2 separate regions of the Sus scrofa genome follow, and region 2 is linked to region 1. The links are chromatin contacts, called in public HiChIP or PLAC-seq maps. All regions are on one chromosome and are shown on one strand. The core of a region is the stretch at or near the end of the contact, and the rest is flanking DNA. Distances in the headings are between cores, read along the strand shown. Region 1 holds the start of DCAF5 (DDB1- and CUL4-associated factor 5). Region 2 holds the start of ERH (enhancer of rudimentary homolog (Drosophila)).

Region 1 (6,836 bases), core at 1,354-3,853:
TATCAGGTATGGTTGCCAGATTTAGCAAATAAAAATACATGGTGCCCGAATAAATCTGAATTTCAGCTAAACAATGAATAATAATGTCAGGATAAGTATACCCCAAATATTACAAGTATGGGACATAATTATGCTAAAATAATTATTCTTTGTTCATCTGAAATTCATATAGAACCGCGCATCCTTCACCTTACCTGGAAATTCAAATTATAGAAATCGGAGAGATTTTATGCACGCTCCTTACAAAAAGCTGCCGAAACTAGCAGTAGTATAGTACCTGACAGAGCAGTCCCTACGGTTTTGTCCTGGCTGGTCACTGAATAGTTAAGGACGTTTCCAGCAAGGTCTTAGAATTGGGCTGGCTTCTTACCAGATCCTACTCTATTTTTAGGCTGAGGTAAATGGGACACTTATTCCAGGAATTGGGAAAAAGCAAGTCATATTTAAAATTGTAGAGAAGAGATGTGCTTGAGTGAGGAGGGTGTCACATATGGCCACAGTAAAGGCCACTTCAACCACATCCTTACTGTAAACATCTCCCTCACCCCGGCAAAATAAAGTAGGTATAAATGAGGCTCTTTGGATCAGAAGGAGCCAGAGGGCTCCTTGTTTTTGAATGTGTGGATTGATTAGGTCAAGCAAAGGAACAGAGAGATGGGAAACTGGCTTTAAAGTCCTCTCCCCTGGAATGAAGTACAGACACCTCAAACTCAACATTTGAAACTGAAGTTATTCCTTCCCCTCCAAATTCTTCCTCTCTACCTGATTTCATTTATGTAGTCAACAAATATTTAGGGGAGTGCCCGTTGTGGCTCAGCAGAAACGAATCTTACTAGCATCCAAGAGGATGAAGGTTTGATCCCTGGCCCCGCTCAGCTCAGTGGGTTCAGGATCTGGTGTTGCTGAGAGCTATGGTGTAGGTCACAGAGGAGGCTCGGATCCCGTGCTGCTGTGGCTGTGGCGTAGGCCAGTGGATATTCCGATTCAACCCCTAGCCTGGGAACTTTCACATGCTGCCCCATATGGCCCTAAAAAACAAACACCCTCCCCTGTCTCTGCAATATTTAAGTGGCTACTCAGTTTCAGTATGTGCTAGCTCTGGATATAAATCCATGAGCAGAACAGGCATGGTCCCTGCTCTCAGAGAGCTTAACAGCAGAATGGCGGAACATACCTATATAATGATATGTTTAATTACATACAGACCATGACATTATGACATTGCTGTGAAGAAGAGACATTGGTTGCTAGGATGAAAAGACATTGATTATAATTTGGCTGGTATACCACTACTGATCTTTATGGTGCTGTTATAATGAATAAACACTACGAAGCATCCTGAAAATTAAAATTTTTAAGGGAAAGTATTACATATTTTCCTGTTTAGGGAAATATTCCATTAAAACCACACTTTCTGGAATTTAGGGAATTTCTGTGATGTTTGGCAACATTTGTTATAATGTTGATTTTTAAATCAAACATTTTACTTGCATTTTTGTTATGAGTATGATTCATCTTATCATTGTCCTTGTACAAAAAGTAGAAGTAGCTCATTTTGCTTGATGGGGGTCCTCTTCATGGCCCCTCTTTCACGGTGCGTATACCTGACTGTTCATGTGCTCTCTCTGACAGAGGATGCAATTCCTGCTAAATTGAAAGGGCAAAACTGACAACCGCCTATTCTAGTAGTCTATTACCGTTTAATGACAGAGGATAGCTTCTGGGAAAAATACACTGACAAGGGGATTTTTTACTGTACCTAGTAGAATTCCAAAGCACTTAACACCCAATCTCCTCACTAGGGGGGGAACGCGGAGGCTCCTGGCCTATTGACGTGCAGCTACTTCGGGCCTGGAATGCAGCTGCTGGTTAACAGCTGTTCAGCTTCTGAGCTCTACACTCAAGACCTTGAAGGGGAGCTCACCGCATCCAATTAAATAACATAAATTGCTATTTTTGAATAATGTGTCTTATGTCTTGCAGGTGAGCCTTCTCAACTCGGTTTTGGGCAATTTTCTTCTCAGTTCTTAAGAATTCCTTCCCCGCCCCCTCTCTTTCTCTGATACCACTTTATCATCTACCAGAGGGAACCCGGTTTAGCCTTTTTCACTGAATGGCTGGAGGAAGGGAAAATTATTAGAGAACTGAATAGGGGGAGGGGTAGTGTTAAAAATTTCTTTGGGGAACCCCAAGCAACCTTACCCCAAGAGTCCAGTCCTAACTCCTGGTTCCCTTCCCGTGGGCAGGGCTCGGGCGGCCCCAGGAAGAGGTGAACTGAGGGAGGACGATCGGAGCCTGTGCCCGCAGTCCTCCCTCCACCTCTCTGCCACCTCGGGCTGCATTTTCCGGACCGAAAAAAAGCGCGGGGAGCCGCACTCGCCCCGACGCTGGGCCTCCGGGAGGCGACGGACCGCCGGCCGCCTGGGGAGTAAGGCGAGCCCGCAGCCCCGTGGCCACTTTGATTGTTGCGCGCCTCCAACTTCACAGAGTGCAACGCTCAGGGGGTGCAGCCGGGCCTCCGCCCTGCGCGACTCGGGTCCTCGCGCCGGGAGGAGCTGCGGCGCGGGGACAGCCGAGCCGCCGCCCGCCGCCTCGAGGCCAGCAGCCCGCGTCCTTCCCGCCTGGAGCCCGCGGCGGGGGAGGGGCCGCTGCCACCCGCATTCTCCCGGCCCCCGCGGCCGGCGGAAGGGCCGCGCGCATCGCGGAAGCGCGGCCGCAGCTGAGGATCAGCTGCTGGAGGGGGCGGAGAAGGAGAAGGAGGAGCCTAGGAGGGGGAAGGGGAGGGAGGGGACCGTCAGGAAGCCGCGAACGCCACCGAGTGTCTGCACACCTCGCTCCGTCTGCTATGGCTGGTTAAAGAACCATCCGGATCGCAGCGCGGGGGGAGGGCCGGGTGGGGGGAGAGCGGCGGCCGCGCGTGAGGCCGAGGGAGGGGCGGCGGCGCGAGCGGCGGCGGCGGCGGTTCCAGCATGAAGAGGAGAGCTGGCCTGGGGGGCAGCATGAGGTCAGTGGTGGGCTTCTTGTCCCAGCGGGGCTTGCATGGGGACCCCCTGCTCACTCAGGACTTTCAGAGGAGACGCCTGCGAGGCTGCAGAAACCTCTACAAGAAGGACCTCCTCGGCCACTTCGGCTGTGTCAATGCCATTGAATTCTCCAACAATGGAGGCCAGTGGCTGGTCTCAGGTAAATCAACCCCCTTCCCCTCCCTGCGGCCCCCTTCCAACCTCCCTTTTCCGCTCTCCCTCGCTACCCTCCTCCTGCCCTCCGTCCCCACCCCCTCCCTCCTCAACCCCCCCCCTTTTCGGCGGTGGGAAGGTTGGGTGTCAGATTAAACCTTGGCACGGGGAGAGAGGGAGGGAGGGGAAGGAGAGGATGTCTTCTATAAAATAAAAGACCTAAAATGGTTGACAGGTCCTTAATTCGCCTTATCCCAAGTGTAAAGTGCTCTCTCCTGGTGACTGCCCTGAAAGTGTGGGTCGGGGAGGGGGGCGAGGTTACTGCTTGACAAAGTTTGATGGGAAACTCTTCCTCCGTGTACTTTAAAAGGTGCGGGGGGCATTTGGACGATTTAGAGGGGAGGAGGCCGAGGCGCCGGAGGCGGCGGGGGGGGGGAAGCTCGAGCCTCTGTCGCCGGCGTCCGGGCAAGGGGCCTTGGGTCCGGGCGGTGACAGGGCCGGCCGCTGGAGGGGTGAGTGGAGGGGAGGTGACGGGCCCCTCAGGGGCCCGGCTCCATCTCCTCGGGGTCTGGGGTGGCCTCTTCCGTGTCGTGTTTTTCTTATGATTCGGGAGTGCCGAGGGCTCTGGAGGCCAAGGGGCCACTGGTCTGAACTTAAATGCGCAACTTGTGAGCCAGGGGTGGGGGGTGGGAGACCCCGGGAGACTTGTTGGCGGGAGCCCGGCTCCTGCACCCCCTTTCCCGCGCCTGCCGTTGCAGGTGGTCTCCGCACCTCCTCCCTCCCGCCTAGCTGGCCTTGGTTGCCCCCGGGCTCCCCCTCCGGTGTGGGGAAAGTGGCGAAATCGAGGCCGGGGCTCCGGCCGAGCGGTGTAGGCCTCGCTCTCCCGGGGCGCCTAGCGACAGGCAGCTGAATCGATAGCCTATTGCTCCCGGGGAGGCCGGGGCCGAGCGGGTGGCGGCGACAGCTGCCCCGGGGGAGGTGCGCCTGCCGCCCGTGGGGGCGCTCGCTGCTGCCGCGCTCCTCCCAGGGGTCGTGGGCCCAGGGCGGGCGAATGGGGATGGGGTACGCTGGAGCCGGGGGCGGCCCCCCCGAAAGCCGGCTCAGGGGCGGAGGGCGAAGACGGCTGAGCTGGCGTTCGCGCTCGCTTTCTGCCCTCCCTACTCCGTCCCTTTTCCTACATCGAGAGGGAGGAAACGAGAGCCTAGCACTGGACGTGGCGCTTCGCTTCACCCAGGCTAGTCCCAGAATGGTTTTCTAATTTACGTCAGTGGGCAGCTCGCCAGAAACTTCTGGGATCATGGCAAAGCATCCGTCTTCTTGACGAGTTGCACTAGGAAGTGACACGGGGCATGCGGGCCAATTTGGGGGGTAGCAGAGATAAGACTTGTGTGAACGTTTCACGATAAACCTCCTGGGGTTTCTCCAGGACTAACTTGACTTTTCCACCCCAGATCGTTTTCTCTTTGACTAGGTAGATTTTGGCCCAGGATCATCTGCCAAAGAAACCTGATATTCCACTTAAAGGCATTCCCCAAACAAAAGCTTCCTTCCCCCACAAGGCCAAAAATTCCAGGGGCAAAAAAGGGGAAAGAGCTTTTAAAAGAGCTCTCAAAATTTTTCCCTTGCTGCTGCTTCTGTATTCATCATACTCCTGTCTCCTTTCCAGACGGGATATGTTCCATCAGAGATGTTTCCAGACACAAGTAAACTCACCCTCCTGGGTGAGGGAATTGGGGGCTGCTCTTATAGACTGAACTAATCATGTTGATTGATCATAAATGCAGTCATACGTTGTTCAATTTAACATGCTTTTTAGCAATAACAGATTTATTAAGATGTAATTCACATGCCATACAATTCATCCATTTAAAGTTAACACTTTTTTAAAAAGCGCTAAAGAGTTGCCTCTCATCCTCTACCAGTTATCCTTGTGCAGTACCTTCCCCTGTGTCTGAAATGAACCCTATTTTCTCTAGACTTGGCCACTTCATTTCCTTTATCTTAATTTTAGTTTGTGGAAGAGCAGGGGCCTTTCCAAGGGGCAGGCTCTGGCAAACCTGGTTCTAGACATTATTTCTATTTTTCTAGGCCTGAGTTGCCCATCTCCACAGTGCTTTCTGGGTTCCAGCCTTCTTTGCACCTTACTCCTCTGCCTTTCCCTCACACTTCCCTCTAGCTCAGTTCTTCCTGTTTCCTTTTTATCTACTGCTGTACTTGGTCCTAGTCCTTCCGGGAGGCTTTTCCACCTGGCTCTCTAGTTTAGCTCAGATAATGTTAGTTTTCCTTGTTCCCTGAACACAGAGTTTTGGTTAAAAGCCTTACTGCTTGCTAGTCACAATCTATTCTGAGTACAACTTAATACTAACAGAAAGTTCTCCTGTTTGCTTCAGATAAGGAAGCCCCTCTGGGAATCATATATCTACTTTCACTTGTTAAAGCTAATTAAATTTTGTTCTGGGGAATCCTTCCCAAAATTAAAGCTATTTAAGGTGTCATGTTTACATTTTATCTGTCTTGTCCTTTTTTAGCAGTTAATACCTGAGGGGAGGAGCACATGGGAGACATACTTGCTGTCTGTACCTAATGTTTCACCATAATTTGGTGGGATGCCAGCCTCTGGGATGGTAATGAGATTACTCTTAAGCATTTTGTTGTAGTTCTTGTATCTTGTCTGGATTGGTTAAAGCCCTTGAAAGTGGTAATTAAAATGATAGATTGTTACATAGAAAAAGAGATCAGATTTGTGGTTACCCAAGGGGGGTGGGAATTTGGATGAAGACAGTCAAAAGGCACAAACTTCCAATTATAAGATAAACAAGTACTAGGGATGTGATGTGTAATGTACAACAGGATAAATATAATTAACACTGCCATATGTTATATATGAAAATTAAGAGAGCAAATCTTTAGAGTTCTCATCACAAGAAAAAAAATTTTTCTATTTCTTTAGTTTTGTGTCTATATGAGATGATAGATTTTTGCTAAACTTACTGTGATTATCATTCATCATGTATGTAAGCCAAGTCATTATTCTGTACACCTTAAACGTATACAGTGCTGTACCAATTATATCTCAGTAAAACTGGAAGAAAAATAATTTTTTTTAAATGAAAGATTGTTGATAGTTTGTTCACTGTTTCCATTTTCTAATTGTGTAAGCAGGCTCATATGTCTTTTTTTTTTTTTTTTTCCCGTCTTTTCTAGGGCCGCTCCTGCAGCACATGGAGGTTCTCAGGCTAGGGGTCTAATTAGAGCTGTAGCCTCCGGCCTACACCAGAGCCACAGCAACGCCAGATCCGAGCCACATCTGTGACCTACACCACAGCTCACGGCAACACCGGATCCTTAACCCAATGAGCAAGGCCAGGGATCAAACCCACAACCTCATGGTTCCTAGTCGGATTCGTTAACCACTGAGCCATGGCAGGAACTCCAAGCAGGCTCATATTTCTTCTAACTGATATACACTATTTGATAGAATTCACTTAGATGGAGAGCACAAATGTTTACATGACTCCCCGGCCTTAGGGAATGCTGTTTTTGTTAAGGATACGTCATTGCTTTTTTGTTCTAACAACTATCGCCTTTTCTAGGGTACAGTGAGGCTAGCAGATATCAAGAGTAAGCCAGAGAAAACCGGGAAGGAGAAAAGGTGCCCTG
Region 2 (6,836 bases), core at 2,162-4,661, 270 kb before region 1:
ACAGACAAAAAGATGTAACAATAATAAAATTTGGGAGTTCCCGTCGTGGCGCAGTGGTTAACGAATTCGACTAGGAACCATGAGGTTGCGGGTTCGGTCCCTGCCCTTGCTCAGTGGGTTAACGCGGTGTAGGTCGCAGACGCGGCTCGGATCCCGCATTGCTGTGGCTCTGGCGTAGGCCGGTGGCTACAGCTCCGATTAGACCCCTAGCCTGGGAACTTCCATATGCCGCGGGAGCGGCCCAAGAAATAGCAACAACAACAACAACAAGAAGACAAAAAGACAAAAAAAAAAAAATAATAATAATAATAAAATTTAACACTCTGCTAATCTAACAAATAAAGTTGACAGGCAGATTTCCTGTTGTGGCGTAACAGATACGAATCCGACTGGTAAACCATGAGGTTGCGGGTTTGATCCCTGGCCTCATTCAGTGGGTTAAGGATCAGGCATTGCCGTGAGCTGTGGTGTAAGTCGAAGATGTGGCTTGGATCCTGTGTTGCTGTGGCTGTGGCGCAGGCTGGCAGCTGTAGCTACGACTAGACCCCTAGCCTGGGAACCTCCATATGCCGCAAATGCAGCTGTAAAAAAAGCCAAAAAGAAAAAAAAAAGAAAGAAAGAATGTCTGCAGGCTAGATTTTGTACATGGGCTACCAGTTTACTACCTTTGCCACAATGGACAGTGGCTAAGAATTGCTCTGAGTCAGTTAAACCTAAATCAAAAAAACAGCTCTGATTCTAACACATTTCATGAACTTGTCCAAGTGACATAATCCAAGTCTCAGTCTCCTCATCTGTACCTCGCTGGGTTTTGTTTTGTTTAATGTAATTAGGTAATGTATACACTCAAATTTTATCTCAATATTATCATTAGAGGTTAAGAGGAACAGATTAAAAAAAAGAAAAAAAGAAAGAAACGGAAAAGGAGCAGCAGCAATTGAGTCCCCCTTCCATGTGGCTGAGGGCTTTATTTCCAAGGTCATAATGCCTAGTCCCACTGCCTTTCTCACTCACAGGCTACTTTCTTGACCAATCTCTTTCTTCAGGTTTTTCAAGGCCACCTCACACCTCACCGCTACCTTTCCATTCTACTTCAGGCCATTCTCCACTCTCCTTTTCTTTTAAAGCATTTTCAGGCCTGGCAGTGAAGCCACTCCAAGCTATACCCAAGAAATCCTGAACGTAGTTGTTTTCCTCCCTCAAATCTCTGAGCACTGTGCATGCTGTGAACTTCCTATGACAACCTGAAGATCCTGATCTGCATTTTCATTGAACAACGTTTTCAACTATCCTTCTTCCTTTTTAATGGTTGTTCAAGTAATGACAAATAACCAAACAAGTTAAGCAAAATGTCAAACCATATCAACACAAAATTCATTTCTAAGCAAACAGATTTGAAAACAGCTTCAAATATCCATTCCAATGTCTCCTTCTGAAAAGGAAATGTGAATTAAGAACAATCTAATTTTGGAGTTCTGTCGTGGCGCAGTGGTTAACGAATCCGACTGGGAACCATGAGGTTGCGGGTTCGATCTCTGGCCTTGCTCAGTGGGTTAAGGATCCGGCATTGCCATGAGCTGTGGTGTAGACTGCAGAAGCGGCTTGGATCCCGCGTTGCCGTGGCTCTGGCGTAGGCCGGTGGCTATAGCTCTGATTCAACCCCTAGCCTGGGAACCTCCGTATGCCGTGGGAGCAGCCCAAGAAAAGGCAAAAAAAAAAAAAAAAGAGAGACAAAAAAAACCAACCAATCTAATTCAGTTTGGTTTCTTACTTCATTCTAATTACAGCTGTCCAAAAGAAAAAAACCCTTTCCCCAAAAAAGTATGCTTAATATTCTCACAGAGAGAAGTTAATATTGATTTCAACTCACATGGACAAATAAAGTTCTTCATTTATAGCAAGCTGGAATCTTGATTCTTTGGAACTTCTGAGTATCAAAAGAATGCTATGGTGCCTCTCTCCCAGAAAATGCACAGAGCCTCAAATTTTTGTATTCAATTTCAGGGCGTTCAGAGTATTCCAGGATCTTCAGTGGATCCACCCACCTCTGGTTAAAGAACACTAGTGCTGAATGTGAGGTTGTTATTAAATATCACGCATCTTTGGAGAGATATATAAAACCTTCAGCTCTAATATCAACAGGGGAAGCAGCTTCCCTTTACAACTATGACTACTTCCTAGCAGCCATGCTGACAGCTGACAGAAAATTGAGAATTTCTTACCTCTGAGAAATTAACAGCCAAAGGAATGATTCCAGCCACGTAACATCCCACCAACATAGCCAGAGACAGCAGACTAATAGAGATGAAATCATCCATTCTGCCCTCCTTTATTCACTCACCACCACCAGAGTACAAATTTTCGGTGGTCTCAAAGGGTACTTAGGTTCTTAAACGCGTGTGGTTGTTTCAGCAGAACAAGTAGACTTCCCAGTTCTTTTGTCCTCCCCACCAGCAGATATGTTCACGAGGCACTGTTCTCTTGAAGGTACCTGGAAACACTCCCTTTTTGTTGATACTAGCACCAGAGAGAACTTTGAGCAATCTTAGGTCGCAGCCCCTAAGTTTTCAGATATCAGTCACTGGATTCTCGTGGGTTAACAGATGAGAAAAGTCCAGGGGGAAAATATGCGAATGAGCGAGTTATTCAATCATTGTTATAAGGGTAGCATAACAGGCCTACTTCCTCCACAACGTTCCGGGCGGCAGCAACAAAAGGAAAAATCCAAGCGAAGATGTTTGTTCTCCGGGCGCCCCTATCTCCCTGGAGCAGCCCCGCCGGTGATTCCTCCAGGTCTGGGACCAGCCCACCAATCCCAGCAAACTCCTCTCCGAGTCTAGGATGAGGAAAGGAGTCCTGCAGGTCTCTAACGATTGGTCGTAGGGGCTCAGCAGGGAAGCTGATACAAAGCTGTCTCTGCCCTATACCCAGTGCTACCCATGTTACTCCACTCTGCTGGGCCTTGACCCGGAGCCACCAGTACTACAGCTGCCATGGCCGCCAAGTGGCATCTCTTCTTTACATCCACTTCCGGATTGCCTTACTGCCCCCTCCTTTAGAAGGGTACTTCCGGGTTGCAACCGACCTATGCCCCGGGATTCTTATATTGCCGCCATTTTTGAGTAGGGCCATTGAAAAAATGACTTGTGTAACTGTTTAAACCGATGATCACTGTAGCCTCATGTCTTACAGCGAAAGCGAGGAAGACAGATTCTTGGAAAGAAATATGATTTTTTTTAAGTTCCGATACATTCTCTCTATGTCTCGTCGCCCTTATTCAAAATGGCTGAAACAGAGTCAACATCTGCTCTAGCTGCCGGAAATAAAGGAGCCTCTATGGTTCAAAAGGTTCTTTCGCGGTGCCCTTCTGACGACTTCCGGCGGCTCCTCTCGCGGGGATTGGCTGTTGGCGGCGTTGCGGCTAAGCTCGTGTGCTGCAGCAGTGTCGGCAGCGGCTGCAGGAAAAGGGATCGGCGCGATGGTGAGAAAGGCCTAAGCGGCTCCCCGAGCCCCCAACCTCTGGGGCGACCCCTGCTCGTACATCTTCTCCCAACGCGGTCTAGCGCGCGCATGCTATTGCTCGGCTCTCCAGCCTGTAGATCGATCCTTCCCCTTCCCGCCGCGGAAACGCTGGGCCTGGCACTAGGCCGCTGAGCCCCGGTCCGCCCTGCGGTTGCGCGCCAGCCTGATGGCTCCGGCAAGGCGTGCGGTGCGGAGGATGCGCTTTCTCCCTATTGCTGCTTGGTAGAACCCGGCGTTGGGATGCTGACCTGTCTCTGCAAACGCTCTATCTTACTGTAGGAACAATGGGCGAGAGATGTCTGACAATCCTGTCTCTCCCCAAGCTTACAGCACCCAAAGTGTGGGCCAGGAGGAATCGTCTTTGCAGCGTGCTCAGCTATTCCCTTTGTTTTCTGTGCTCTGCCTTTTTGAAAATACGTGCAACCTTTTCTCTTTTCTGAGATGTACATGCTTGGTTTTGTGCTTCCCTTAGCCTTCAATCCTCTTTTTATCCTTATTTATATTCTTTGGGGCTGGAAGTTGAAAAGATAGGTTGAGCTGAGGGTCCAGGTTGCTTAGAACCTGGGTCGGTAGTGTAGTGGATGGGGGCGGGGGGTGTTGTTTGGTCGGTTTTGTTTTTTTGGGGTTTTCTTTTGCTTATGTGTGTGTGTTTTGTAATTCACAAAAAGGAAATGCTCTCAGGGATTCTGAAGAATCATGATTACTTCCATACTTTAGTTTTCGTTTTCAGTTTGCCACAGTTATTAACAGATTATGCATCTGTTATTAACAAGGAACTTTTTCATGTACTTCTCTGAATGGAGATACTTCAGTGTTTGACCCAACATAGTCTCCCAAGGAGGACTAGGAATTAGAAGACTGGGTTTTCAATTCTTGGTTTATTATAAATAATAATGTGACCTTGGGTATGTCATTTCATCTCAGTGAGTTTCCTTCCTTTTATGTCACTGTTTGGTCAGTTGTGTTAAAATACTTAGATTAAATCTGAGAAAAAGACAGCAGTTAGTAACAACCCATTCGCATTGAGCAGATATCTATGATTAGTTCTTTAATTCCGAGTAGAATTAAAAACTGGAGTTTGTATTTAAAGTCAACAGTTACTGGTTCAGAAGTCTTAAATTTTGTTGCCCTTACTGAACAACTTTAGTTTCTTTTTCTTCTCTCTGCCCCCATCTTTTTTCTTTTTTGATAGTTTGGGCGAAGCAATTAGTATCCATGAGGACTCAGGTTTGATCCCTGGCCTCGCTCAGTGGGTTAAGGATCCCGTATTGCTGTGAGCTGTGGTGTAGGTCACAGATGTGGCTCAGATCCTGAGTTGCTGTGGCTGCGGCGTAGGCCAGCAGCTACAGCTCTGATTTGAAGCCTAGCCTGGGAACTTCCATGTGCTGCACTTGCAGTCCTAAACAGACTAAATAAATAAATAAATAAATAAAGATAAAAGTACATCAACCCTCACCCCTTAAGGTGAGTCATCTCCAAGATGAATAATTTAATGGATTTTCTAAGGTGATGTTATATTAATTTTTATTTATTTATTTGTTTTAATTTTCCTTTTTAGAGCCATACCTGCAGCATATTCAAGTTCTTAGGCCTAGGGGTCGAATTGGAGCTACAACTGCCGGCCACAGCATTCAGGATCCAAGCCTGTCTGTGACCTACACCACAGCTCACGATGCAGGATCCTTAACCCACTGAGCAAGGCCAGGGATCTAACCACAACCTCATGCTTCCTAATTGGATTTGTTTCTGCTGCACCACGACAAGGAGTTTTTATTAGGGACTTAATACAGCTAGAGATAGAAAGAGACCAGTGGAGATAGAAAACCTAAGTAAGTTTTCAATCCAGCTGGGAAGAAAGATGCAAAAGAAAAAAAATAAACAGTACAAGGTAGCTAATGCTGAATACTTACAGACAGTAAGTGTAATAACAGTTTGAGAAAACAACCATTAAGAGTAAGAGACCTTGCAGAGGAGTTGTGAATCCAGCTTAATAACCAATGATCATTTGTGTCATGTTGCAGATTTTATCTCATACTAAGAATTTCTCAAGTATAAGTTAGAAACTTACATTAAAATCACTTTTCCCCCTGCAGTCTCACACCATTTTGCTGGTACAGCCTACCAAGAGGCCAGAAGGCAGAACTTATGCTGACTATGAATCTGTAAATGAATGCATGGAAGGTGAGTCTCATTTAGGACCTAGGTTTGTTTTTTCCTCCAGATTTCTTGAGGTGTTAATTCGAGCAGGGAAAGTAGATATTTAGGACCATGTTTGTTGAATACTTGAAATATTAATTATGCATGCTGTCTTATCAAGCTCTTGTATATAATGAATGTCTTTCCCAAGCCTCTGATTGTTCTGTAAAATTCTGTTATGTATTGTTATTTTGTTGTATTATGGAAGTATTTTACAGCTATCACTTATATATTCTGGATAAACTAAGCACTATAAAGTTGTTAAGGCAGGCAGGAGTGCCTACAGAACCAAATCTGCTTATAAGCAAATAAACATAGTTAAAAGCTGATTACAGTCCATAAGAATGTTGTTAGGAAATAATTAGCTCAGTGAATAAAGGCAAGTAGAACCTAATCAGTATAATTTATTGTGTATTTGATAAGATGGCACCACCCTGAAGGGAAGTATTAGCCTTCAATAAACTTTTCAGATGAGATCACATAAATTGGATCATCACAAATTGGATTAATCCTTACATTTATTTATTTATTTATTTATTTATTTATTAAATGGGAGTTGAGGAGGAGATGGATGATGTTCAGACAAAAAAGATGTTTCAGATGTTCCCTTCAGGTTCTCGCTTGGGTTTTGGTTGTTGTTCTTTTTTTTCTTTTTTGCCACAGAGGCAGTATGTGGGAATTCCTGGGCCAGGGATTGAACTTAGACACAGCAGCAACCAGAGCCACATTGGCGAGAGTGCAGGAGCCTCAACCCAGTAGGGCCATCAGAGAACTCCCTCATCCTTACATTTAATCATTATATCAAGTAAACCACTCGTGCACACCCTGCACCCTTTCTAATAAATTGTCCATTCTTCATTTCTTCTTTTTTTATTTTCTTAATTACTCAAATGAATTTATCACATCTATAGTTGTATAATGATCATAACAATCTGATTTCACAGGATTTCCATCCCACAACCCAAGCATATCCCCCCACCCCCCAAACTGTCTCCTCTGGAGACCATAAGTTTTTCAATGTCTGTGAGTCAGCATCTGTTCTGCAAAGAAGTTCAGTCTGTCCTTTTTTCAGATTCCACATGTCAGTGACAGCATTGGATGTTAGTGTCTCATTGTAT

Evidence for each region. HiChIP or PLAC-seq counts read pairs in DNA pulled down with a chosen protein or histone mark.
Region 2: an H3K27ac HiChIP or PLAC-seq map of alveolar macrophages shows a contact between it and region 1. The contact joins the promoter of ERH here to the promoter of DCAF5 in region 1. A contact is called at or near these places in 1 of 5 promoter capture datasets (liver), 1 of 47 Hi-C or Micro-C datasets (liver) and 1 of 2 datasets of contacts at active chromatin or transcription factors (alveolar macrophages).

What each region holds. Positions count from the first base shown.
Region 1 is chr7:92,809,064-92,815,899 of Sscrofa11.1, reverse strand. It overlaps DCAF5 (DDB1- and CUL4-associated factor 5), which reads left to right and starts at 2,603. Exons shown (of 9, transcript XM_021099398.1): 1 at 2,603-3,183. The coding sequence starts at 2,970.
Region 2 is chr7:93,080,525-93,087,360 of Sscrofa11.1, reverse strand. ERH (enhancer of rudimentary homolog (Drosophila)) reads left to right here and starts at 3,411. Exons shown (of 4, transcript NM_001185163.1): 1 at 3,411-3,481; 2 at 5,616-5,703. The coding sequence starts at 3,479. SLC39A9 (zinc transporter ZIP9) reads right to left here and starts at 3,046. Exons shown (of 7, transcript XM_001926183.6): 1 at 2,223-3,046. The coding sequence starts at 2,318.